Regions from separate parts of the Mus musculus genome. Here all the other regions are linked to region 7. The links are chromatin contacts, called in public Hi-C, HiCAR-type, HiChIP or PLAC-seq and promoter capture Hi-C maps. All regions are on one chromosome and are shown on one strand. The core of a region is the stretch at or near the end of the contact, and the rest is flanking DNA. Distances in the headings are between cores, read along the strand shown. Region 1 holds the start of Shb (src homology 2 domain-containing transforming protein B). Region 2 holds the start of Aptx (aprataxin). Region 3 holds the start of Exosc3 (exosome component 3). Region 4 holds the start of Aco1 (aconitase 1). Region 5 holds the start of Slc25a51 (solute carrier family 25, member 51). Region 6 holds the start of 1700055D18Rik (RIKEN cDNA 1700055D18 gene). Region 7 holds the start of Dnajb5 (DnaJ heat shock protein family (Hsp40) member B5).

What was found. Promoter capture Hi-C pulls out the DNA fragments that hold promoters and counts their contacts. Hi-C and Micro-C count contacts between places; a contact is called where the count stands out from the background. HiCAR-type assays count read pairs that join an accessible place to other places. HiChIP or PLAC-seq counts read pairs in DNA pulled down with a chosen protein or histone mark. Capture Hi-C pulls out chosen DNA fragments and counts their contacts.
Region 1: a promoter capture Hi-C map of adipose tissue shows a contact between it and region 7, with 4 times the contacts expected there. The contact joins the promoter of Shb here to the promoter of Dnajb5 in region 7. A contact is called at or near these places in 1 of 484 Hi-C or Micro-C datasets (embryonic stem cells) and 2 of 9 other capture datasets (adipose tissue and liver).
Region 2: a contact with region 7 is called in an H3K27ac HiChIP or PLAC-seq map of double positive thymocytes, with 7 times the contacts expected there. The contact joins the promoter of Aptx here to the promoter of Dnajb5 in region 7. A contact is called at or near these places in 1 of 39 promoter capture datasets (pre-B cells) and 1 of 115 datasets of contacts at active chromatin or transcription factors (double positive thymocytes).
Region 3: a contact with region 7 is called in a promoter capture Hi-C map of liver, with 5 times the contacts expected there. The contact joins the promoter of Exosc3 here to the promoter of Dnajb5 in region 7. A contact is called at or near these places in 3 of 39 promoter capture datasets (liver and pre-B cells).
Region 4: a contact with region 7 is called in a Hi-C map of B cells, with 7 read pairs. The contact joins the promoter of Aco1 here to the promoter of Dnajb5 in region 7. A contact is called at or near these places in 1 of 39 promoter capture datasets (pre-B cells), 2 of 484 Hi-C or Micro-C datasets (B cells and CD4 T cells), 1 of 115 datasets of contacts at active chromatin or transcription factors (thymic regulatory T cells) and 1 of 9 other capture datasets (liver).
Region 5: a HiCAR-type map of astrocytes shows a contact between it and region 7, with 2.9 times the contacts expected there. The contact joins the promoter of Slc25a51 here to the promoter of Dnajb5 in region 7. A contact is called at or near these places in 3 of 484 Hi-C or Micro-C datasets (CD4 T cells, CD8 T cells and regulatory T cells) and 1 of 115 datasets of contacts at active chromatin or transcription factors (astrocytes).
Region 6: a promoter capture Hi-C map of adipose tissue shows a contact between it and region 7, with 2.7 times the contacts expected there. The contact joins the promoter of 1700055D18Rik here to the promoter of Dnajb5 in region 7. A contact is called at or near these places in 2 of 39 promoter capture datasets (liver and neutrophils), 1 of 484 Hi-C or Micro-C datasets (CD4 T cells) and 2 of 9 other capture datasets (adipose tissue and liver).

The regions. Positions count from the first base shown.
Region 1 is chr4:45,528,790-45,532,511 of GRCm38.p6, forward strand. It overlaps Shb (src homology 2 domain-containing transforming protein B), which reads right to left and starts at 2,039. Exons shown (of 6, transcript NM_001033306.1): 1 at 773-2,039. The coding sequence starts at 1,471.
Region 2 is chr4:40,701,879-40,705,413 of GRCm38.p6, forward strand. It overlaps Aptx (aprataxin), which reads right to left and starts at 1,316. Exons shown (of 8, transcript NM_001025444.3): 1 at 1,259-1,316.
Region 3 is chr4:45,319,333-45,322,872 of GRCm38.p6, forward strand. It overlaps Exosc3 (exosome component 3), which reads right to left and starts at 1,284. Exons shown (of 4, transcript NM_025513.4): 1 at 939-1,284; 2 at 218-367. The coding sequence starts at 1,259.
Region 4 is chr4:40,141,933-40,145,478 of GRCm38.p6, forward strand. It overlaps Aco1 (aconitase 1), which reads left to right and starts at 1,333. Exons shown (of 21, transcript NM_007386.2): 1 at 1,333-1,609.
Region 5 is chr4:45,406,950-45,410,533 of GRCm38.p6, forward strand. Slc25a51 (solute carrier family 25, member 51) reads right to left here and starts at 1,817. Exons shown (of 3, transcript NM_001009949.3): 1 at 1,746-1,817. Gm46852 (a long non-coding RNA gene) reads left to right here and starts at 2,441. Exons shown (of 3, transcript XR_001784277.2): 1 at 2,441-2,528.
Region 6 is chr4:45,010,539-45,014,211 of GRCm38.p6, forward strand. It overlaps 1700055D18Rik (RIKEN cDNA 1700055D18 gene), which reads left to right and starts at 2,272. Exons shown (of 1, transcript NR_166789.1): 1 at 2,272-3,673. It overlaps Zbtb5 (zinc finger and BTB domain containing 5), which reads right to left and starts at 1,874. Exons shown (of 2, transcript NM_173399.3): 1 at 1,686-1,874.
Region 7 is chr4:42,947,930-42,951,539 of GRCm38.p6, forward strand. Dnajb5 (DnaJ heat shock protein family (Hsp40) member B5) reads left to right here and starts at 1,938. Exons shown (of 5, transcript NM_001355438.1): 1 at 1,938-2,075; 2 at 2,547-3,014. The coding sequence starts at 2,833.

The DNA of each region.
Region 1 (3,722 bases), core at 789-3,288, 2.6 Mb after region 7:
TGAAGGGAAGGAAGAGTAGAGGGGCCTGCCTGTAATTAACTCCCTTGTTATGAAGCAGGGAACAAGATGGCCTGATAGATTCGGCAGGGGATTGCCACAAAGGCTTCTCATTCCCGAGACGGTACTACAGGGATGGAATCAGGAAAGAGAATGAAGTGGGCAGAGAAGGGTCTCTTTTTAGCAGACTGCCTGCGGAGCTGGGGAGAGCGGGTGGGAAAGGCCAGATGGGTAAATTCTCTGGGAGGACGAACCTTAACACCGGAAAAGCCTGCATGGGGGTTCCCAATATCGCTCTAGTACAAAAGGCCGCTTGGCTTCGGAAACCTGGCACGCAGAGTGGGACGTTTAGAAGCATTTACACACATACAGATATTCTGGGACAGCCAATAAGGAAATCTACGACCCGGAGATTCCCTTTCCCATTCTAGACCTCAATTCCCATCTGCATCTGGGAGGGGGACCACTACAGGGACCCCGGGGTAAACGAGAGTAAATGCTCTTTTAGGCCAGCCGCTGCTAACTTTACTGGGGGAGCCGGAAGGGCTGGCTGGGTCTGTCTTCTGGGTAGTTAGACGGGGTGCTCTCGCTCTGGCTCTGGGATCCGCAAGGGTGCGTTTGGGGAGCAGGAACCAAAGAGTCGGAGTCTAATCACCATCTGGCAAAATGAGCGCTGTAGCCTAGACCCCAGGATGCCAGAGCAAAGTTGATGCAAGGGATGGGAAACGTGGCAGTGCCTCAGTTCCCCAAGCGCACCAATAGCTTTGGAGCTTACCTTATCTTTCTGACCAGCTCCGGTCTCCTCGGCGGAGCACTTGTTGAGCAGTTTTTTGCCTCCGCAGGTCGTCGGGCTCCAGGTACGGCCGCCAGAGCACACGCCTCCCGGAGGGTCCCCCGCAGCGCTCGCGCTCTCCACTTTGATGAGTCGGTGCTTAGGGGAGATGTAGCGCACCTCCGCCGGCGTCGTCGGCCGCCGCTCGCTGCTGCTGCGGTAGAGGTGCGGGGAGCCGGAGGATGAGGACGAGGACGCGGCGGCGCCCGCTCCCGCCGCCGCGCAGCAGCAGCCCGCAGCTCCCGCTGCCGCCGTGAAGGCGCGCTGGCCCCCGCCGGGGTCCCCGCCGCCGCCGCCGCCGCAGTAGTCCAGGCGGCACATAGCTCGCAGTTTGCGCAGCGACGAGCCCGGCCCGTTGTACGGGTCCTCGAAGTCGCGCTCCTTCTGCGCGCGGTAGGCGCGGATGAGGTCACTCGTGCTGCCGCTGTCGTCGGGCAGAGAGCCCGACGAGGCCGAGAAGCAGGCGGCGGCCGACCCACAGGACGCCGAGGACGCCGAGCAGGCCTGCGGCACGGCCTGCGGGGGCTGCTCTCGTCGCTCGCCCCGGCGCCGCTGCTCCCGGTAGTCCGGCCTCGGCGGCTGCGGCGGACTCTTAGTCTTGCTGTTGCCCAAGCTGAAGTACTTGTTCAGCCACTTGGCCATGGCGAAGGGCCGCCTAGGGCCGCGGCGCGCGAGCCCGGTCCGCCGCCGCGGCCATTCGGGGGACAACGCTGTCGCCCAGTCCCGCAACGCCCCTGCCCCGGTGGGGGGCGTGCGGGGCACCGGTCGCCAAGTTCAAGTTCTCGCAGCCGCCGCCTCCTGCCGGCCGCCGCCTGGCTCCGGCCGCTGCTGCACAGCCCTCCGCCCCTGCCGCGCGCCGACCGAGCTTTGGATCTCGCGCCCCGCACAGACGTGTCTCATAGGGACCCGGGCCGCCTAGAGCGGAAGGCCAGGCGCCCCCCGCCGCGCACGCCCGCACCCAGCGCCCCCACCCTCGCGGAGCGCGCCCCTGCCCCGTGCGAGCCGCGGCCAGCTGCGGGCTTCTCGAGTGCACGGGGGCGAGCCCGGCCCCACTGCGGGTCGGAAAACAAGCGAACGAATGAGGGAGGCGGCCGGCGCCTGGCGGAGCCCGCGCGCCCCTGCCCGTCCCGGCGGCGCCTGGCTCTGCCGCTGCCTCTGCTGCCGCCTCCCGAGCCGCCGCGTGTGTGACACTCGGCCGCCAGAACCCGCCCAGCGCCGCGGCCCCGCCCCTTCCCGCAGGCCCCACCCCTCCGCCAATGCCACGCCCCTCCTAGGCCACGCCCCCGCGTGCAGCCAGGAACCTCCTCACGACTGCACGAGCCACCTCCTGCGGCCGCCTGGGCGCCAGCTCCGGGGTCCTGCCCTAGGGCGCCCGCGTCCTGCGGCTTGGCAGGCCGTGCCTCCCTCCAGCAGGGACTGCGGCTCTTTGAAGCCAAAGCAGTCAGCACAGTCCCTGGGGGCCCACGCGCCGTGCACTCTAGGAATGGATGTCCACCATCGAGGTGGTAGGCAGGCTGGACTAACGCACGACCTCTAGTTGACCGAGAGGACCATGCAGAGGAGATGCCCTAAAATGAGAGAGTGGCTGTCCCTCTTCTCTTTAAAGGGACAGAGACTCCGGTTCAGCTTTTCCGGCGCCGGGTCTTCGGAAAAACTCTTTATGCTAATGAGTGTATTAGCAATCCAGATGACGGATCCGGACGGGATAGGCGGCTGGGACCAGGCGGGGCACCAATCCCTGAGCAAGGCTAAGGGGAGGTCGGACTGTTTGCTTACCTTTTCACCTTCTAGGAAGTGGGGCTTTAACCCTGTTCACTGCCAACCTAGTGGAACCAGCTATGTAAACATTTAACGCTTAAGGTTGCCGGAGCTGGCGAGACTCTATTTAATCCAGAGACAGTTTTCCAGATGGAGAAACTGAGGCCCCGAGGTAGATTATACATGGATGACTAGGATCTGGTGGCACTGTGATGATGTAACTTAAGACAATGGAGTTATTATCCAAACGTGAGGAAACCCAGGCCAAAGGGGGGTAGCTTTCTGAGTCTGCTCTCAGAGGGGGTAGCAGGAGCCTTGTCAAGAACAAAATACTGCCTGAAAATGAAATAAGATATCTGCCTTCTAGATGTTAGATATGTTTGGAAGTTCTATTTGGCCAGCCCCACCCCCCATCCCCCTTGAGTACCTCTGAGCTGAAACCGTCCTTCAGAATGGTGATTTGCCAAAATAACACACTGTGACCGTAATTTCACCTGTCACCTGTACATTATATATAGGTTGGACACACTGTTTTTCCTGTGTCCTGTAGGAACAGTAACCTATCGAAGTAGAGAGCAAATCCAGGATCTGCTAGTACTGGAGGTCAGACTCTCATCCTGAGACTTCGGGACCTGGTAAGGCACAATGTGACCTCTTCCAAACTCTCCCTGCGACCTACCAGACTCAGGCTCCAGCGACACCACACTAGAAAAAGGCAGACCCATGACTCCGAAGGCTCCAATCTATCTGCTCAGCCCCACGTAGTCAGACTACTTGCCTCTCTCGTTCCCTAAGACCACTTGAATTTCCCAAACCCCACTGCTACCTGAACCCCAACAATCTCCGATAACATTCCCACTTATTTCTTACCTGAGACCTATTCATTTAGCATCCTTAGGAAATAGTCTTAAACTCTGCACACAGGACAAGGCTGAACGTTTGGTGTGTGGAGCATAGATAGGGAGAGACCCCAGAAGTTGATGCTGAGATGCTTATTTTGGGTATCCCTACACTTATATGTCTCAAATTACCCTTTAAATCCTTGCTCTGCTGCGCAAGCACTTAATCATGCTGCATGGAGGGAGGCCCCAATTAAGGGGAAAAAACCTGACCGACCAGGACATCCTCGTTTTAA
Region 2 (3,535 bases), core at 66-2,565, 2.2 Mb before region 7:
AGGCAGCTAGGAGAAGACTGGCTTCCATGCAACTAGGACAAGGGTCTTAAAGTCCACACCCACAGTGACACACCTACTCCAACAAGGCCACAGTTCCTATTAGTGCCACGCCCTGGGCCTAGCATATACAAACAATGACGTTAGGAAACCCAAATGACAGGGCAAGTGACATGAGGCCAGAAATCTATCTTGAAGCGCTGTTAGCACAAGAATTTTCTTCAACAATGGAAATGTAGTAAACCTTCAAGCCACACTGATAACTGAGCTTTTGAAGGGCCATTAACACAAGTAAGGAACTGAATTTCCAATTAAACTTAAAGTTGCATAAGCACAAGTGAGTGTGGACTAATGTCCAACACAGACTTGAACTTAAGACTCTCAGCTTCTAATTTCTCAGAGGAATTAGGCTAAGTATTTCACAGACTGGCTCCACTGGCCAACATCCTCACTCTTCCCTCCCCAGACATACATGCAGGCACCTTTACCTGCACATACCATCTTTCAAGAATGCAGCATGGCTCCTGGCTAATACAGGATATCCAGAAGTTTGAGGTTAGACTACCCTACATACTGTTACCCATCTTGAAGAAGAAAAAAAATTGTCCAAGCCCAGTGGCAAACGCCTGTATCCCATCACTGGGAGGTAGGGACAAGAGGATCAGAAATTTGAGGAGGCCAGCTGGGCTACAGGAGACCTCTAAAATTAAGTGGGGAGGAAGGGCCTCTTACGAAATCCCCAATATATGTCGATTTCTCAAAAGTAATTACCCAGCAATTCCAAATTGGTGTCATTTCAAAAACCCCTGCTTTGTTGAATCTCTGCATTGTAAAGAGAAAGACCTTACACTGCTTCCGGCATTCTTAAGGCCCGCTGGGGACACTGCTAGTGCACCTCGAGTTACTCTTGGAAGGCGTTTCTGGCAGAAACACTTTCCTGTCAGGCTGAACAGCCCCGCTGCATGGACTTTGTCCACTCTTATCTCTAAATCTTTTCATGCTGATCTGGCAGCCAACTAGGTACAGGAGCCGGGTGGGGATGGGGGGCGGGGAGGGTGGGAGGCCGGAACAATGCGGCGGAAACAAAACTCTGAAACACGCCCACCTGAGCAAGACCAAGGGGTGGAGCCTAATCCGCCCAGAAGAAAGAAACCTCGAACTCCACCCTCAAGGTCACCGCTCCGAGTTAGCAGCCCGGGCCAAATGCCCCTGCCCGCTTCTAACCCAGCAAACTACGAAGGCAGGCGGACCATTAACTTACCTCGACTGTGGACACCCACAAACTTCACGCTGCTCTACTGCGCCTCGCCGCTTCCGGTGCTGAGAGATGACGTCACAAACGGCTGCCTAGCAACCGGTGATGATTCCAGTATCTTTTCGAGAATTGGCTGGAACGTTTTCTCGCCCGATACCCAGGTAGAACAGTGGCGCTAGCCGCTAGTTGTCCCCCGTGAGGATAGCTCCTTTGCTCGCAGCCTCCCGGTTGTCTGAATCCGGAGAGATTTCAGACAGCAGTCTTCTGTGGCTCATCTACGCAGCCATGTCGCCTTTTAGCACTTCCTCCTCAGGAAGCTTGCTATAAGTTAAAGCCATCTTTGAAAGGGAAAGAACGAGGTTGGAGGTAGTGAGAGAAATTCGTTCTGTAGCCCAAATTGGTCTTGAACTCGCGAGAATCTCCTTAGATTCCCCCAGTGCTGGGATTGCAGATGTGAGCTACCAAACACAGCTTTGAAGCCATCGTTTAAACTACAGGCTGGAGTGCCTTACCACCCACGTTAAAATTACACTTTTCTTTCTCTCTATAAGGAGAAAAAAGACTGAAGAGAGAGACAGAGGAACCCTGCTAAGATTTTTTTTTTATGATGTCTTCTCTAAATGAACTGAGGGCAATCAGCAGGAGGTTGGGATGACATATGTGTACTGATTTTTATAGCAATTCCAGGACGTTCCCTGAAAGTCTTGTATTGTAAATCACTAAAGACTTCTTGGCAGATGAAAGAATTCCTATCTCGTGAGTAAAATCAGAGTGTAGAATCTGAAACGCAGTCGAAACTGAACCTTACGGAGGCCCCCTTTTTTGGGGGTGGGGGGGTTGTTTAGACAAGGTTTCACTGTGCCCTAGACTAATCACAAACTCAAGATCCCCTGCGTCTACCTCTGAAATACTGGGATGACAGGTCTTCGTCCCCACTCTCAGCTAAGAGCTCTTTTGTTTCTTGATCAAATGGGTTACTATTGTTTTCTTGAAAAAGCAGGCTCCACTGTCTGATGGAGATGACAAGACAGGATGGGAGGATGTCCCTGAGAGCAAGGGAAAGCCGTGCTTTTGTTGACAAAGAAGATGCGGGTGTATGTTAGGATCAGAGCAGGAAGGGAGGAGGAATCTCAAGCTGTACAAACCTCAAGGCTGAGAACGTGGTCCATAACTGCCTAAGACATCAAGGCAGATCTGGTGACCCGACAGTTTGCGTTTTCCCTCAGGATTAGGCCTCTTAGCCAAGACTTCTACGCAGTCTCCATTGTGTCTCGTACAGCTAAAAATTAAACTGGGTCATTTGTGCAGAATTGAGCAGAGTTTTCCTAGCCACTGTATTAGGTCTATTCCATTGTCTGCAGTGCACTGACCAGAAAAGCAAGGTTGTTTGGAACAATGCACGGTCAAGGGCGTGGCAGGCACTTAAGACATTCACTGGGGTTCACATTGCTAGGGGACTACGCACCAAAATTTTTTCAGTTTCTCTATGAATCAAACAACTACTAATTTTTGTCACCCTAAAGCCCCACTATTCTGCTCTTAGCTTCCATGGGTTTAACCAATCTGGAAATACCATTTAAGTGAAATCATGTAGTGTTGGTTTTTGTAATCATTTTCTTTCACTTAGCTAGGTGTCAAGTTTCATCTACAATGTGGCACAAGTCAAAAGATCCTTTTTAAGGCTAATGTTTTTCTTTGGGTTTTTATTTTTTTAATACTTTTTAAGATTTATTTTATTTATATGAATACACTGTCACGGTCCTCAGATACACAAGAAGAGGGCATCAGATCCCATCTACAGATGGTTGTGAGCCACCATGTGGTTGCTGGAATTGAACTCAGGACCTCTGGAAGAGCAGCAGTCAGTGCTCTTAACCACTGAACCATCTCTCCAGCCCATATTCTTTTTTAATTTATTGATTTTTAATGTGTGTGAGTGTTTTTCGTGCATGTATGTCTGTACACCATGTGTGTACCTGGTGCCTGAGGAGGTCAGAAGAAAGCAGATCCCTGGGACTGAAGTTATAAGAGACTGTGAGGTGGGAGGAGTAGCCAGTGTTCCTACTGATCCATCTCTCCAACCCCCTATTATTCTTTCTTGTTTGTCTTCCCCCCCCCATTTCTTTTGTTTGTTTGTTTGCTTTGTTTTGTTTTGTTTTTCGAGACAGGGTTTCTCTGTATAGCCCTGGCTGTCCTGGAACTCACTTTGTAGATCAGGCTGGCCTCAAACTCAGAAATCCACCTGCCTCTGCCTCCTGAGTGCTGGAATTAAAGGCTTGCGCC
Region 3 (3,540 bases), core at 34-2,533, 2.4 Mb after region 7:
GATAGCAGATGTAACTCTTCAACCCGGTAGAAAAGAACCAAGGCTGCAAACATGACATACAGCAATACTTCTGGAGCCGCAGCGCCTGAGAAACTCTTATAAACTGTCTTGGAGAACTGGTTTATGCTTTGAAGACAATTCAAGTAGCCCTCTGGATAGTTAACTTTCTCGGGAGTGGATATTTTTTCTTGTTGAAACCAAAGACTCCCATTATTACCTGCACATTTGGTCTGTTTCTTTTAGTTGCCCCTTCAAATGCCAGGTAAGACAAAGACGCTGGCTCACTCCCTCCAACATCAACTTTGAATATATCTCCAGATTTAGCGATCACTATGCCAATCACGTGGTCCCCTTTCACAGGTACATACTAAAAGCAGAATGAAAGAACAGTCATAAATAATACAAATATCATTACAAAATATCTTCTGAAACTTTCATCTAGGTTGATCAGGGTGGGTCTCAACCTATCCAGCCAACTCATACTCCCCATGTAGCTGCAACTACAAAACCGGCCCGCACCAGTCCAACTTTATGAACGTCTAATTCACACTTGATCAAGTTTCAAGTTTTCTCAGCATCCTTTACAAGTCTGGTGGCACAAGAATCTTTACATTCAAGGAAACCCACTCCATTTGACATTATTCCTAAGTGAAAGCTCTTAATTATTCTATGGGAATTTTAATTCCCTGTGATTTATTTGGACTCATTGCAACTGGGACACCAAATGGCAACCCCGAGGCTTTGGGTTTTTCAAGACAAGATCTCACGGAACCTTTCTCTCCTGTCACCCTTCTCAGGATGTGTTCCTATTGTGGTTCCTCTAAAGAAGATGCAGAGAGGGGGCTAGAAGCCACCGCGGCTCTAGATTCGCCTTAACCTATGATCGCTTGCAGGGGGCCCACTTTCGCGGCAGCGCCGCCTCTCCGACATCCGCTCACCCGCTTCTGCTGCGAGTCCACCCAGTAAACGCCGCCGCCGCCTCCGCTGGGCTCCTTGTGACGCAGGCGGCCACACTTGGTGACCAGCAGACGGTCCCCGCAGCGTCGCAAACCTGGGCCACACACTACGCGCAGCCTCGGGCGCGCACCCGCATTCAGGCGTAACGGCTGCTCCCCGGCGCCGCCAAGGCCGTCTACGTCCTCGTGGTCCGGCAGCACCAGCTCCTCCCCGGGGAGAACCACCTGATTCAGCACCTTGTGCACGGCCCGTGCTCGGCAGCCCGCCACCGACTCCGGTCCCGCGGACAGTACTTCAGCCATGGCAGGCGTCACCATCGCAGCTTCCGGTATCTACTTCCGCTTCCGCTACCCGCCCACCAGGGTCATCTCTTTCCGGTGGTTGTGGGCTTTCTGAGTTGGACTTGAGCTTGGGAGATACTCGCTTCATCCCATGGGTGCTACTCCCTGCCCTGTGTCTGTAGCTTCACGGTACCTAATGTAACAATCTCCCACCTCCTCCCACACACATCACACCTTTTCACCTACTTGAGTTCATCTCTTCAGTGGCTTGGGAACATCGGTAACTCAGGAATTCTCCCAGCTACTTCTTTGGGAGCACACTAACAGCTATGTGAGAAACTGTTAAATCCAAAACCCACAATGTGCAAGAACTTAAGAACTTACAGTTTTCTGACTTTGGGGTTATCTGTGAAACCAGCGTTTCTCTGTCGGCATCTTCAATGAGTAATTGATTCAGTTCTCCAACAGCACTGAAGGCCTTGGCATTGACTGAGATCAGTTGCTTGATGCTTTGCTGCCAACTCGAGTTTATAGATTTTTTTTTTAGGGAAGGGGCATCACAATTCCTGCAAATTTGGTAAAATGCTGGCAAGCCATTTAATCCCTGGATATAAGGGACAACTGAAATACAAGTGCCCCAGCCAAGTTGTTAATTAGTGCTATTGAAAGACTGAGAGTAAGACTCCGAGGTAGGCAGATAAGGAGAGGAGCCACGGCTAGGTAACAGGTGATGAATTGTCAAGTTGGCTAACTTCTTCCTCAACCTCAACCTCCTAACTCAATACAAGCTTAGCAGCCTCAAAAAAAGGCTGTGTAGGCTTTTGTGTAGAGGGTAGGAGGGCATGTGCTTCCAGGTAGTCCTATAGAAACCAGAATTGTTAAACATGCAGATCTTTTTCTTCAATGGAAGAAATTGACAGCTATTCACTTGGAAGGCTGGAATGGAGGTTGTTGAATACCAGGTAATTTTACCATTCTGTGGAGCTAGCTCTCACCTGAATCCCCCTTTTCCTGAGCATTTCCAGTCCATAGACTCCATCCTTATAAGAGAGATCTCATGGATTTGAAAAAGAGTTTGCTATTATGATTATAAAAACCTTTCCTCCCTAGGCTCTTCTCCTGAGCATGTTTTCTCAGTCAACAGAACCCACTCTTGTGGAAGAGGTCATGGTGCTTTTCAAGAAAACATGCACTTTGCAAGGGAGTTTAGATATAACCGTGTCCTAAGCTTTGTGGTAATAGTTGTCACAAGAAAACCTTTTTTTTTTTCTTTTGAAAGTTTTACTGTTTAAATAAGTAATAAATAAATAAATAAAAATAAACTGGAGTCAGACTCCCGAAGTTTGTACCAGCCCGGCTAAGTCATGCTGAACCACGTTTACTTCTTACTTTCTGGGGATCCGCTGGCAGCAGAGCTTGCAGGGACCCCCACACTTTTAACTCTCACCTGCAACAACAGCAAGCCCCCTGCTGATGGGCCGGTTGAACAAGTTCAAGGCCTGCACAGGACACATTACACAACAGTTCTGGCCTAATTCACCATCAATTCTTTATTCAAATCGACCAACCCTACATTTGGGGGAGGGGGGGGGGAGAGACTCTTCAAAGACTTTAAAAACGCCAGTTCTCCAGAAAAGATTGGATTTGGGGTGCTGAATCCCCTATGTATTTTGAAAAGGGTCTTTTTCTTGGTGTCCAGTTTGTGGTTTTCTTCACTCCTCATAAAGAGCTTTCTTCAACAGCTGATTATGTCGTCTGCATTTGAGAGGTTTCTGCTTCCACCTGTCGAGCGCCATTTTTTTTCCTTTCAAGCCCCCTAGACTGTACCACTTGGTTAGTCTCTCACAGAGAGACGTTCTCTGGGCAGAGGTAAATTATGCTTCTTTCTTCCTTTATAACTCAGGTCTCAAAAAACGATAGGTATTCTGTGACTAACCAACCAAGCCCACTTTAATTCAATGGCTCAATGCTATGCCTTTGGTGTATTCAGTGATGTCAGGCCTCTGAAAGGTGGAGAAGGAGAATGAACGTTGCTCATTCTCAGGACTGGTCCTCAGCACCTACCCTAGGTAGTTTGGAGTTTCCCAAGGAAATAGAATACAAAATCTAGGGCAGGAGCCATACCCGGTGCACTTCTTTTAGCAAAGGGGCAGGAGGTAGCCCACGCGTGGATTCAGAAAACAAAGGAGGCTAAGTCATTGGAGACTCAAGGCCAGAAAAGGCGGGCCCTTGCAAGCACCACCCACCGGACACGCCCGCGAGGGCCTCGAGCTGGAAGGCTTGTCGCCTGAGCCCTGCCAAG
Region 4 (3,546 bases), core at 83-2,582, 2.8 Mb before region 7:
CTCAGACTTTAGATCGGTGGACAGCATGTGCTGTAATTAATGGGTTGCTGTAGGCTAAAACCAAGTTTTATATATAGAAAGTTTGCATTCTGTGTAAGCTACAGACATGTTGAAGTGTGCTCCTGATGTATACTTCCTGTGCTTTGAGCTAGTAATAACGGAGAAACTGCCTTTTATAAGAGCTGGGTGTGGTGGGACAGAACCTGCAGTCCCGGCACTTTAAAGGTAGATGTAGGGAGTCCAAGGTCTGGGGAGTTCCACCAAACAATGAGCTCTAAGCCTGCCTGGGGCCCATGAGTATCTGACTCAAAAATCAAACCAAAAACCCCAAACAACTAAACCCTCGGGAAGAAATCTAAAACAAAACAGTAGTTGGGGTAGGAATAGGAAGTGAAGGGCAAGGTGGAGGAGGTGGGGGACACTGGAAGAGGCACTCAGAAAACGTACTTACCACCCAGCATTTAAAAGAAAGGTGGCGTTTTGTGTGCCAACTTGACACAAATTAGTCATCAGAGAGGAAGGAGTCTCAGTTGAGAAAATGCCTCCATGAGATCCAGCTGTAAGGCATTTTCTCACCATTTTCTCAATGGGAGAGGGCCCAGCCCATGGTGAGTGGTCTCACCTAGGCTGGTAGTCCTGAGTTCTATGATAAAGCAGGCTGAGCAAGGCATGGAAGCAAGGCATTAAGCATCACCCCCACGGCCTCTGCATCAGTGCTTGCTTCCAGGTTCTAGCCCTGCTTGTGTTCCTGTCCTGACTTCCTCCAGTGAATTGGAAGTGTAAGCCAAATAAACCCCTTTCTCCTCAGCTTGCTTTTTGGTCATGGCGTTTCATCGCAGCAACAGAAATCCTAAGGCTCCCTACGTTAGTCAGGCAGTTACATGTCACACTCTGCCCCTCGTGAGGGACAGTCAGCCTTCTCCACGCTCCAAAAGAGGAAAAGCCTAGAAATCGGCTCTACACTTCCTGGGACTGAGCCACTAGCAAAGCTAGATGCAGCCTCGGGGCCCAGTTTCTCCCGCCTATGGGGAGGAGCCACGAAGATCAATAGCCTTCAGCTTCGGGCCTTCGGGCCTAGGAGGTACAGAGGGGTGGAGCAGGTCCTAGGCTCCGCCCCCGTCCGTGGCCACGAGTCTCTTGTTCTAGGGGTGGGACGGTGCCCAGCCCCTAAACCTGGCCATGTAGGGGCCTGGGACTCGTCCCTCGGTATGGTCTGCCTTCAGGCTCTGGAAAGAAGAGGTGTTCCCAAGCTCTGCCCCTTGGCCGCAACCTCAAGTCAGATCTGGGCCTTGGGGCGGAATAGGCCCTAGACTCCGCCCATCTGCCAAGATCGGAAGGTTCCGAAGGGAGGGCGCACCCGGACTAGACTGCAAGCTTCAGCCATCGCTTGCAGCTTCTAGAGGGAGGAGGTGCCCAGGCTCCGCCCCTCGGGGGGCGGAGTGAGGCCCGGGCCCCGCCCCTCTCCCGCAGCAGCTGGTTCCGGCCCGCTCTCCACCGGTCCCGCCTCGCTGCCGGAGCGTCCGGAGGACCGCTCAGTGGGAGGAGCGCGGAGTCGGCCTGGGACATTGCTAGCACCCGCCTGTGTGCTCCGGGAACTGCACTGTGAGCGGTGAGTACCACGCGGCCCCGGGGCGTCCGTGCAGGCCTTTCCCACGGGTGCAGACCCGAGGACACGGGGAGAGCTGCGGGGAGGCGGTGGAGCTGGCTCCTGGGGTGACCTCTCTACTCGCTCCCCAGCCTGCGTCGCTCTGGACTGGGAGTGGCTCTACTCGGCGCCCCGGGAGTTCTCGCCTTGGTGTGAGGGCCGCACCGCCGGGGTGTCATTGTGCCAGGCCCAGCCCACGGGATAGAAAGGAACGATTGTGCCCGGCAGATTGGAGTCCCCAGCACGGGGCGAAGGCAGGCGGGGTGAGGGTAAGAGCCCCCTCAGTGGAAGGGCATAGAGTCCAAGGTGATTGATTGAGAAACCCAAGGAGAACGGGACTGTACCACTCTGGCCAGCCCAGTGCACTAGAACCGCAGATCTCCCTGCAGCACGCATGACAGCCTCCCAGCAGAAGTTGCCGAACTTTTGCATTTAGGACCGGCAGCGCGCCTAAAGAACCTTTGTTATATAGATTGTACCTATTGATTTTTGCAGTGTATAAATACAGCGTATAGACACTTAATATACTTAATTCAGATAGACCGATTCTGTAGTTTCCAAAACACTGTTATTAAGAATGGCATTCTTTAACCTTCCTGCAAATCTCTGCTTAGAAGACACTCAGCCTGTTGCAGTATGACAGGTCATGTAGCTTCTGAAGACTTTTAAGTATATTGGTGAAAATGTAACATTGTATTGCTTAAAGAGTGGTTTTGACCGTCCAAACACCTGCGCCTGTGTTTCTCTGCAGCATACTTTAGAACCACCGAAGTAGCCAGTGCTTAGGAGGCATAGTTCACTGGGTTTGCCACTTTATTTATGGTTCTTCCATTCCGCACCGTGGAGGAGTTAACCTCTGATACCCAGGAGCACTCTGGACCTCACTTTCCAACGGAATACGAGATCCCCACAGTTGGTGGTGGCTTTGGGTGATGTTCATGTGTGCCTTGGTTGTTTCTGTGCCTGCTGAGTTGATGTGTGTAAACCTGATGTAGCACACCAGACCTGTGAGTTCAGGGAGGTGGGTGTGACTAGACCATGCCAAATGTGTAGGGGTTGCTGTAAGATTACCAAGCAGTTGAGAGGTCATGTCTAAAACACCAGGTGGCATGTTTTTGCCTCCTTATCCCTGTGTTCAGTTCTGTTGGGGGTTTCTAGCCTTGGGTCTGTTGAAGTATGGTGTCCCAGTCTCCGAATTCTGCCACTTCCACATTCCTGGTGAGCTCTGTGTGTGGTCCTGCCTCTGCCACTGGAAAGCAGTTGCCCATTGTGTCTGTGTGTGATAGATGGAACCCTGCATTAGAGTCTTTCCTTTGTTTCATGCTGTCTACAGGAATTTGAGATAGAAGTTATATACATATTATCAAAAAATGTATACCTCAAAGCAAACAAGTTTCTTAATCCTCTACCCAAAGAGGCTATTGTGTTCTGATTGAGCAGCTTCAGCACTTTAAGTAATACATTAGAAATGATTGTCCTCATGCTGTTGCTCCCACAGTCGGGAGAAGGGGGCTGGGATCTGAGCCCTTGTGTTCTTGTTATACACATTGTTGATACTGGAGCCTCTCTTATTCATCCTTGAGTAGATGTTTATCTCAGCTCCAACTCTTCTGGACCTTGGGAAATGAATGATTTTAGAAGGTGAAGGGCCTGTCTGGAATTTACAGTCAAGAGCATAGGTAAGTACCGTCCAGTTGAGATCATTTCCTGCCTGTATGTGTACATGAAACACGGTCATGTAAGAAAGCAATACCTGCTAGGAAGGTGTGCATCAAAAAAAGCACATGCAAAGGAAACCAGAGGCCTACATGTAAAGATGACAATTAAAATAAATGGTATTTATTACCTTTTCCCCGACAAACAACATTGTTTGTCTTGTTTGCTCCAATCTCCTGTCTTTT
Region 5 (3,584 bases), core at 567-3,066, 2.5 Mb after region 7:
TGGCTGTCCTGGAACCTGATGTGTAGACAGGCTGGCCTTGAACTCAAGAGAACCACCTGCCTCTGCCCCCTAGAGTGCTGGGACTAAAGGTGTGCACCACTATGCTTAGCTAAAATGTAATGTTTTGCAAACCTCCCAGATGTCAGACTTAAAGCATTCCTGTCAGCTGCACCCTGCCTACCAGGGTGGTGTGACTAGCGTCTTTTTTTTTTTTTTTTTTTTGGGTTATGAGCTTAACAGCTTTAACAGCTGAGCCATCTCTGCAGCCTGTAACAAGTTTCTTAATGCAGCAACAAGAAGGAAAAACAGTGTGCAGTGTTCTGATAAGAGTTTAGAAGGCTCATCAAGTAAGGAGCTAACTGCCAATCAGCTCAATCGAGAGGTGGGAGAAAAATTCTGGAAAGTTGTCCTCTGACCTCCATTCAAGCGCCTTGGCACATTAGAGCCCCCCAACCTCCCTCCCCAAATATATATATATAAACTTTAAAACATGGCATGTTTTATAACAACACTCAGATCACTAACTTAACTCTGATAAACTGGTTCCTATTTAAATACTTCCAAATGATAATCTTTTGCAACTTACTATAAAATGTATTTACTACGACTGCTCTAGTTTGCTGTAAGGCACCGAACCTAACACAAGGGAGCAAAATCCACTTTGATCCAATAAGGGTCAAACTTCTGTGATGTAAGCACAGTGTAAATTCTAAATACTCAATGTAACTTTCAGCCCACAGGGATATGCAAAAGCCAGATATGACCTTAGTACAAAGGTCTTTGACCAAAAACAGGGCAAAGGGTGACTGTAATTCTTAAAAGACGTGAATTCCCACTAGTCAGCAGGTCTGAGTCAGCATACAAAACCAGGGTCAGGCAGGGTTCAAGTGCTAGTTACAGCAGGATTTTACCACTGCAAATGCAAAGCAACAGCTGTGACAAAAAAACCCATTATCTTAGCTTCTATCTGACAAAGGAGACTAGAGTCAATTCTTGTCAGAAGTGTCATGTCGCCCTAAGAAACGCTAAGGGTGACGACTCTGGTTTCTCATGTGCCCTGGATCCGAGTCTTCAAATCCTTTCAAAGCAAAGGCGCCGGAGATCCATTTTGGTACGGTAACTCCACACACAATTCATTCTGCTCAATAGACAACAGGTAAAAACTGACAACCAGAAGGTGGGCACTAGGACCAGCTGGGCAGCCTGTAGGGGCCAAGACAAAGGTTAAGCTAAAAGTCGTAAACATGGCCGAGGCGCTGCCATCCTCTACCTAAGCTAGCTACAACAATCCGCACAGAAGGGAACAATTGACGCCCGCCCACCCACCCGCCCGCCTTAGACTCTTTCCTGCGTGATGAAACATGGTGCCTCGGAACGAGCATTCTCCAGGCTTCCATCTGCCCACTCGGGGAGGACGGAGAGGCGCTGGGCGGAATGGCCAGCACCACCGGATACCACGGGCCGCCGCGATCCCGCGGGTGGCAGACAAAGGGAACCACGGGCCACCGCGATCCCCCGGGGCCTGCATCTCCCGAGCTGTGGGCGCCTCCCTGCCGGAGCGCGCCGCAGCACCACAGGGCCCTCGGCCGGAGCCGGGCCGCAGCTGCCGGGACCCGGACGCGTGGAGAGCGCAGGACCTGGAGCTCGGCAGCCCGCGACCCTGCTTCAAGCCTCCCTTCTCTCTGGCCCGAAGCTAGGGCAGCACAGCGGCCTCCGCTCCCCACCGCACCCCACCCAGGACTCACCCACGGCCCGGGGCGCAAGCCCGCAGGACGGCTGGCGAGCGAGCCCGCGCCCGCGCAGGCGCAGACTGGTCCGACCCAGGCAGGGGCGGGGCGGGGCGGGGCGGGACGTCGTCGAGCCACGTGACCAGGGCCCTGCCTCGCTCAGGGTCTGGGTAGCGCTATAGCTGCCTTGTACTGCGTCCGGTCCGGTACTGACTCTTGTCGCACCTTTTGCCAGGCTGTGGGGGTGCCGCTAGTCTCCCCGCCCCCCTGACTTAAGCTGAAGTTATACGGTGGCCTCGTTGTTCCACAAAACAGCAAGCGCGTCATTTAGCGTGTAGTCTGTTGAGATCCAGGGCTGTAGATAGCGCGTGCGTGGAGGCGCGAAAGCTTCTGATGAGGCGATCTCAAAGCTTGGTGGAGAGCTCTTTGTCACCGCACTTCACAGGACACCTGAGTTGTACATGAGGTCATACAGCTAGCCTCTTTTTCCTTAGATGCACACACAGTTTGTGGAGTCTTGGAAGGAGAACCCTGCTGTGAGTTAGGAGAGCCGGGTCAGAATTATAGCCGTGACATCCCTTGAGTGACTTTTGGCAAGTTATTCGTCTCTTCCATGAGTGGGTTCCTCCATGTTGTGACATTTGAACAATGGTTCTGATTTGCAGAACCACAGGCGATAAATGTCAGTGGACAGAAAGGACAAAGTCAGCCTTCGTGGGCAGGCTCTTCAGCAGACTCCTGAATGTGCGACCAGCTTGCCTCTTAGGACTGGGATTATCTCACCATTACACACCGTTCCAGGTGGGTGACCCAGCCTGCTTAGTGTTTACAGGTTTCTGAAGCTGTCGGAAACCACGCCTCCTAGGCCACGCCTTCTAGCGTCAGCAAACGGGAGTGTCAATCTTGGTATTTCAAAGCCTCCTTTAAGGAAGTTTGCCTAGAGATCCAGTCAATGAGTTCCTAAGAGGAAAAAAAATTACAAAACATTTCTTTTTTAAAAGAAAATAGATTTATTCTACTGTTAGCACATGTGTATAAGTACCCAGAGAGGCCAGAATAGGGCTTCAGATTTCTTGATCCTGGAATTATTAAAGGCTGTGAACTGTCCCATGTGGGTGCCAGACTCAAGAAGAGTATATGTTCTTTTCTTTTTCTTTTTCTTTTTCTTTTTCTTTTTTTTTCCAGAGCTGAGGACCGAACCCAGGGCCTTGTGCTTGCTAGGCAAGCGCTCTACCACTGAGCTAAGTCCCCAGCCCCTTTTTTTGTTTGTTTGTTTGTTTGGTTTGGTTATTTTCGAGACAGAGTTTCTCTGTATAGCCCTGGCTGTCCTGGAACTCACTCTGTAGACCAGGCTGGCCTCGAACTCAGAAATCCACCTGCCTCTGCCTCCCGAGTGCTGAGATTAAAGGTGTGCGCCACCAACGGCCCGGCACAGTGTATGTTCTTAACTGAGTGACCAAGCAACCTCTCCAGCACCCAACCCTCAAGTCTTAAAATAAGTTCCTGATTTTGGGTTGGGCCACACTGCTAGTGTCCTCTGCCACACGTACAGTCATGGCTCCCTGAGGAGGTGCCAGCTGTGCAGCAGGTACCTCCAAGGGAGGTCAGAGTCTGATGGACCCAAAGCCTACAAAAGCAGAAGTATGAGAGGCTTTCCCCTTGAGAAGGTGTGGGAACAAAAAAACGGGGCCCGGGGGAAGTGGGAAAAGGGAAAAAAGGCCCACACCCCGCCAGAGTTTCCCTATCCTATGACCACCGGGGTTCAGACCTCAGCTCGACTGGAGACCAGCCTGTCTGTGCAGAGCCCAGTGCCCCACAATAAGGAACCAGGGACAGATTCATGGGGTAAGAGGTGTT
Region 6 (3,673 bases), core at 1,022-3,521, 2.1 Mb after region 7:
GATTTTTAATAGGATGGAACTAATGTTAAGAACTTTAAATACTAAAAAGTGCATTTTGCTGTCCAAATAATTTTTTAAAAAATTCTAATTAAATTTAATTCTAATTGGATAGTCTAGAGTAGTCTCTTCTGAACACACTGACCCTTAAAATTAGGGAAACACCCCTTCTTTAAAATGCTTTTCCCCAAAATCTCATTACTCATCAATTCAGCAGAATTCTGCTGGAAACACATCTAGAATAAAAAACGGCCAGCACCCCAGCAGACAAAAAAAAAGTTTTGTTTTCACCCAACTTTTAGGGAAGGGGGAAAAAAAAGCAAATCTTCCGAAAACAGACTTCTCACAAAGTCCTACTTCCATTTACTTAGCAAAACCCCAGTGCCCAGAATGAGCCCTCGATCTATTGACCTTACCTGGCGGGTCACCAAGGCTGCAGCAGAGGCCAGCTCTGTCTCTCCTCTTCCCAAGCTCGCTGAGATTTCCAGAAGGGTTAAAGTGGCCTTCCTTTAGCTTGCAAGCTTTTCTCTTAACACTCTCTTTTGCCCATCTCCTTTCCCCTACCCAGTAAGCCTTTAGCTTACTGCCAACCACGAGACTTTTCAGAAAATGAAAGCAAAAATCTCTAGCAAACTAACGAAGTGCCCGGTCCACTTTTTAAAACCATATAAAGTACACATGTCATACAAAGACAAATCACGAACGAGTAAGGCACAGTATTCCCTTCAATCTCTAAAAACCTAAATGTATGTAAATTCAACTCAGCAGTACAAGAACATATTTTGGAAATGTTTTTCTTTCAGTCCTTGAAAATTGCGAATTTTATTAATTTTAATTACCTAGACTCAGATCACGCTACTAAGGTAATCAAGAGTCTTTGACCCAAAAATTTTCCTCCAAAAATAAAAATAACCAAAATGTGGTTCCTACAGTGTTCGCCACGATGCTCGGACGCAGACTGACCATAGTAAGTGGCACTTTAGAAAAACAAAACAAAGCAGAAACCCTTAAACCGCTCCCTTATTTCTACTGTTGTTTATGTGCTAAGCAGTCGGTCCTCCAGGGGAAGATGGGACCGCTGTCTCTTACCACCGCACCCCACAGCTCCTCGCACGAAGCCTGGAAGAAGTGGCCATTCAATAAATGCCTACTAAACACTTTTGTCTAACAAGTTGGGGCATTCCCAAACGCTGACTCCACCCCTGTCGTCGGCCGCTGGCTCCCGAATCCAGACAGCTTATGGCCTTGCTCTGATGAAACGAAACCTCATCGCTCAGGAGGACCCAGGGCAGGATCAAGAGAGCCACTCGCCTCCATCCCGCAGGGCAGCCGCTCCTCGGCTCATCCCGCTAGGATGCAGATCCCGAGCGCGGGTTCCCACAGCATCCCGAGAGGCTCCATGTCCAGCAGCAGATCTGCAGGGCACTAGTCCCTGCCCACCCCGCACCGACAGCCGGGCGTCGGGACACAGGGGACGCCTGCGCACAAGAACTGAGCTACCACCCTCCTGGCCCCACCGAGGCGAAGGGTAACAATACCCCTCAGCAGTAAGACAGGGTGGACAGGCGGCCCCGGAACGGCTGCGCGCTCCCCGATGCCTCGGCGCGCTCCCGGTGCACAACCGCCTGCACGTGAGCGCGCCCCGCGCGCGCGCGCCCAGGCCACTCTAGCTGATAGGGTCGCCTCACCTGAGCCGGGCTCCGCCCCCCTTCTCCTCGCAGGAGGAGGCGGTGGCCCTCCTCCGCTCGGACCGACCCTGAGGAAGGAGGCGGGAAGGTCCAGACTGGCTTCCCCGGCTGTGACTTCCGCCCGCCCCGCCCCTCGCTCCCGGCTCCTTCAGCCCGTTCGCGCGGTTCTTTGAGGACCCGGCGGAGGCCTACAGTAAACGGATGTGAGGTACCCATGTCACCGCCTCCACAGGCCTCCAATGGCCAATCATCAGGAGGGCGGGGCCACAGTAGGAGTGACGTTCTGAAAATCTGACCAATCCGCCATCCCAGGACCCCGGCTGTGTTTACTACCACAGCATCCGTGAGCGCTCTGACCAATCACAATTTGCCTTACAGCCCGTAAAACTGTTCTCAAAGATCTTTGAAGGCGGGACTTATCACTTAGCAACACCAGGTTTGGCCTGTAGAAAAGCTATTTTATGTCACGCCCAATCAGAACTCAGCATGAATAAGGAAAGCTAGTGTTTTCCGTCTACTTGAGCCAATCGCAATGACTACTGCCAGCCCTGAGTCCCTCCATTGGCTCGCGCTGACTGTGACCTGGAGTCTGAAGGACAGGTGACTTCCTCTCGCTGTGAGCTGGAGATTACTTCTAACTTGTAGGTTTGAGAAAAGATGTAAACGGAACCCCAAGAAGCCGAGTGAGACGAATGGCGAGCTTCACAATGAGTAGGAAATGCCGTCGGTCTAATGGTGGTTGGGTGGATCGTCGCCCGCATCGCGTCTCAGTTGCCCAGACGTCCAGCATAGCAACGGGAGGGTCGGAACTCAGTCCGACGTGTGCCCACCAAGCCATCAACTCCAGAATCAAGTTTACAGTCGCCACCACCTTAAAACTTCAGGGCTCAGCCCTCTTATCAATGCCGCAAAAGAGTCTGCTGGACCGGGTGGGAAAGAGGAAGGCCCGGCTGCCGCCTTGGCCTCTTGCGGTATACCACCGAGCAGTAAAATCAAGATTATGTGTTCTAGATAGCTTTCCTGTTACTTTGATAAAACTGAACAAAGCAGTTTGGAAGAGGAAGTGTTTACTGGGCTTATCACCATGGTTTCGGAAAGTCCTGGGAAGAATTCAAACAAACCGTAGACTAAAGCTACCTCCTGGCTTGGGCTCAGCTGTCCTTGTGCTCAGTTCACGCCTGCGTGAGAATGGACAGGCCACAAGGGATGAGCCCTACTAAGTCAATTAATAAGCAAGCAATCCCTTTTCCCAAGTGAAGGATAGTATAAAATTCTTAGTTGGTTCACAAGCTAATAGGGTTTCCTAGGGCTTCATCCATCCTTAGTTTGCACCAGTTCCCAACCCCAATAAACCCATATAAAAACCACACAATCCAGTTATAAATATAAGCTATGTACCTAGACTGGACAGCTCTAGCACTGTGCTAACTTATTCCCCAGCTGCGAGACCCTTTGCTATTTGCAGTTTCTCCTGGCCACGTGGTTCTGCTCCTCCTCTTCTTCAGTCCTCTCCCCTTCCCTTCTCCTCTCTACCTGTCCCTACTCTCCAAGACCTCCCACCTCTCCCCTCCCCTGCCCAATTACAGGCCTCAGCCTTTATTGACCAGTTAAAATGGGGAAGAGGATGCCCTCAATACCCTCCCCTTTCCCTCATCCCAGTTTCCTTTCCAGATTAACCCTTTAGCTCCTGACATTCTCTCCCTTTTCTACCATCCACTCCCACTACAAAATGTTTTTTAAGAGAGCATACAGAGCCGAATACAGTAGAATAATAATTACACAAAAATAGAACCTGGTGTGGTAGCTCACACATTTTATCCCAGTACTGGGAGGCAGAAGCAGATGGACCACTATGAGTTTGAGTTTGAGACCAGCCTGGTCTACACAATGTGTTACAGACCAAGCAGGATTATATAGTAAGACCCTGTTAAAGAAGAAAAAGTGCATATGCACAGAGATAAACCCAAGAGATGAAACAGAATGTTAGC
Region 7 (3,610 bases), core at 688-3,187:
GGGCCCCTCACATCAGGAGGAAGGATACTGGTGGCCCCCAAATCCTTGGGGCCAGTACCATTCCTAGATTGCCTCTTCCCAGGATACCATGTCCACTCCCTGCCACTCCCTCATCGTGGCCTCATCCCTTCCTTCTCCCTCTGCCTCATCTGGTTTCTCTGTCCTGCCATTCTATTGCTCCTCCAGTCTCCCCCTGACCCATCTCCCCTTCCTCTCACCTGCCCAGTTGTCTTTGCCTCCCACCCGCATCTTACGGCCCCCTTATCCAGTTCCCATCCCATCTCCTTCAACCAGATACCTGTTCAGTCCTCATACTGCGGGCTCCACACCCCCTTCCTTGCCCCTCTGCCCAACTCCTCTTTTCACCCTAGCTCCTTTTTCTATTTTAAACTCAAATTCCTTTGCACTTGGGAGTTCATGTGGAACAATGGGAAAAGAAGGGTTGTTAAGAATATGCAGAACTTGCCCCCCACCCCCAAAGACCCAGTCCCCTTTCCTGCCCTATTCTGGGGCCTAGGTACTCCAAGCCTCAGTTTACAGTTCCAACTGCTCTTCATGGCCTCATAGATATCTAAATCCGGTCCTGAGAACTGGCGAAGAATAAGGTGAGAGAATTTTCTCAAGCCTTTGTCACCAAATCTCCCAAGAACCCCCTCCCCCTCTTCACCCCCAGATTACCCCCATCCACCCCCCCCCCCCGCTCCCTCCAGCACAGATGGGCCTGGGAGACAGTAACGTGGGCGCCAAGCTCGGTGTCTGCTGGAGCGGCGGCTTCCGCTGGCGACCGCCTCCGCAGGCCCGCCTGCTCCGAGTATCGGGGACACTGGGGCTGAGATTTAATGATTTACTAGGGGGCTGGGGGGCCAGAGATGACAGTGCATGAGGGTGCTAAGAAAGAGGATCATGAAAAGCTGAGGTAAAAGATTAAAGGGGGAACTATGAGCTATGAGATTGCAGACTATGGAAGCAGGGAATTGAATTAAGAATTAAGACAAAAGGCGGGAGATGGAGGGGGAAGTAAAAAGATACAGAACAGGGCAGAAATTTGGTGTGAGGGAAGACCAGGTATCACAGGGGGTAAGAAAAAGGACGGGGGGGGGGGGCGGGCAGCGAGGAGAAGATGGAAGGTTAGTTTATAACGAGGTTGAACTGGACACTGTGGACTCCAAGTGGCTGAGAAGCCACTGCTCCTAAGCGAGCCGCTGTGAAAGGACTGAAGATGGAGGGCATCTGGACAGAGACTCAGGAAGGTGTTACCAGTTACTAGCGCAGAGGATAATCACAGGGGCACTTAGAATCTCAGCTCTATCCGGCTCTGTTTTGTGTTACAGTTAAACCATGGCAGGTCAATCCCAGGTCAAGACAAGGGAAAGCTAAACCAGGCCAGGTCAAGTTGGATCACAATCTGATAGAAGACGAGTAAGAAGGGATGAGCTTTGGATACTGATCCAGAGCCTTTGCCTCTCCTTCGACTCGAAAGAATGCCTGGTGTCACCAACAACTGATGAGTGCAGCTTTCCTAATAGGTTGTCTTTGAGGTTGCACTCGTTCCAGAAGGTTCTCCCTGGACTCAGGCGGTGGCTAGAATGTCTCACCTTCTCATACTGGAGACTGGACTAATATAGTTGCCCACACTGGCTTGGGTCGAAATCACAGGGACCAGCCAATAAAATCAAAGGGCGCCTGGAGTTGCCTCCCTATGTTCTTTTCACCAATAACACGACGAGATGGAGAAGAGGTGTGGTTGATTGATCCCAGAGGGCACCAATCACACCCACACCAATCACTGCCCGGAATGTGTGCGCGTGTGGCCGGGTGACAGGGGCGGAGAAGAGGTGGCTATCACCCGGACGCTCGTTGAGAGGTATCCAATCACAGAAGAGTCTGAGCTGAGTGACGGATAGACCGGGCAATGGGAAGCGCGGAGGCGGAGCCGTGGGGGCGGGCTCCCGGTCCCGCTGTCTGCGGCCGGCGGGCAGGCGACTCCTGTCCCGAGTGGAGGCGGCGGAGCCGGAGCCGGGGGAGGGGGCAGCGGCTGATAGAAGGACCGCGGCGGCGCCCGCAGCTCCTCACCGGTGAGGGCGCTGAGCGAGGACTCGGGGGTCCCGGGAGTGGGGCGTCGAGAAGAGAGGTCCTGGTATGGGGGGTTGGGACACCGTGGGCCCATAGTCTCCTCTGTCGTAGGGGTGAGGGGCCTGGGAGCTCGGGGTCTGCCAGGTGCTGGGTATCTGCGACAAGGGTCGGGTTGGGTCGGGTCGGATTGGGTTGCGCCGGGCGGAGGCGTTTCTGAGCAGGCCAGCCAGCCAGCTGGGGTGACATCACCGACCCCCCTCCCCCGCGCGAACCCCCTTCCTTCCTCTCCCTGCCGCGCCTTTTGTCCGGGCCAGGCTCGGCTCTGCCCCGCCCCTCCCCGCCCATCTGCGGGGGAGGAGACTCCCCGTCAGTGACTTCATTGAGTAGGTTCTTGGGGATTGGGCTTGGGTCCTCCCCAGAGAGGCGAGAGGAGCTCACTGACTCTCAGGCCCTCACTATCACACCTGTCACAGGTACACACGCTGCCACTCAACAACTACACACTGTCACTGCCAGCCTCACTGTCACACAGCCGAACAGGCGCTCACATCATTCAGCCAGACACTGCTGCACCTGAGAGCAGGTGGCCACTGGATCCTCTCTCTGCACTCTACACCTGGGGACCGGGTCCAGCTCCCTGGGCACGATACAGGCCTTGCTGGGTCACGGCCTCTGGGAATCTGAGGAGGTGGCTTCCAGAGCTACAGCGTCCCAAGCAGGCTCCGGTGGAGCGATCAGAGGTGAGGGGCTTGGCTGGGCATGTTTAAGCGCACAGTGCTGTCCTGCCCACCCCCAGCAGCACCCCCACTGCAGGCTCGAGGAGCTTTCCGGAGCTTCCCACACTTCTGGGGAGAAGACTTCTTAGCCAGCTTGATGTTTAAAATTCAGCTGGAGCCCTTAAAACTTCGAGCGTGGACGCTGAATGGGTTTGTAAAGTTTCGGTAAGTCCCTCCTGAGAAGGGCGCTCATACCCATGCCAAGTCAGATTCTCCACATCAGCCATTCCCTGCATTGCCTCCTTCCTTCCTCCCTGTCATCCTCATCTCCCCCCGGTATGTGCATGAGTCCCCTTGACCTCACCTGTACTTTTGAATGAATTGTACCCCATGTCATTCATCTCTCTCTCAAACTCATGTTTCCACGAATATCTCCAATATTTCAGCTCTTAGGTTCTCCCTCCCAACCCATCAGTAACGTGTGGTCCACTTCAGCCTTTTCCTTTTGTCATCTCTCATCCCTGTCCGTCAGACCCTGTCTCCTCCCTGTACTTGATGGTCCCTCTTGCTATCTGTCCTCATTTTTTCTTTCATCCCTAGCTCTACCTTGACATACTCATTCTTCATCAAAGGCAGAGCCATGCCTTGGGGCTCCTTTGTCATCCTACCACGTGGCTTGTGGGGAGGGAGAGGGAAGGAGGGTGGAAAGAAGGAGGGAAAGGAGGCAGGTCCTGAGAGTTTGCCCTGTGTCTGTAGAGGCAAGAGAATTATGGGTCTAGAGCAGCTAGCAGGTGGGTGCCGGAGAGGAAGCTGGCTGTGGT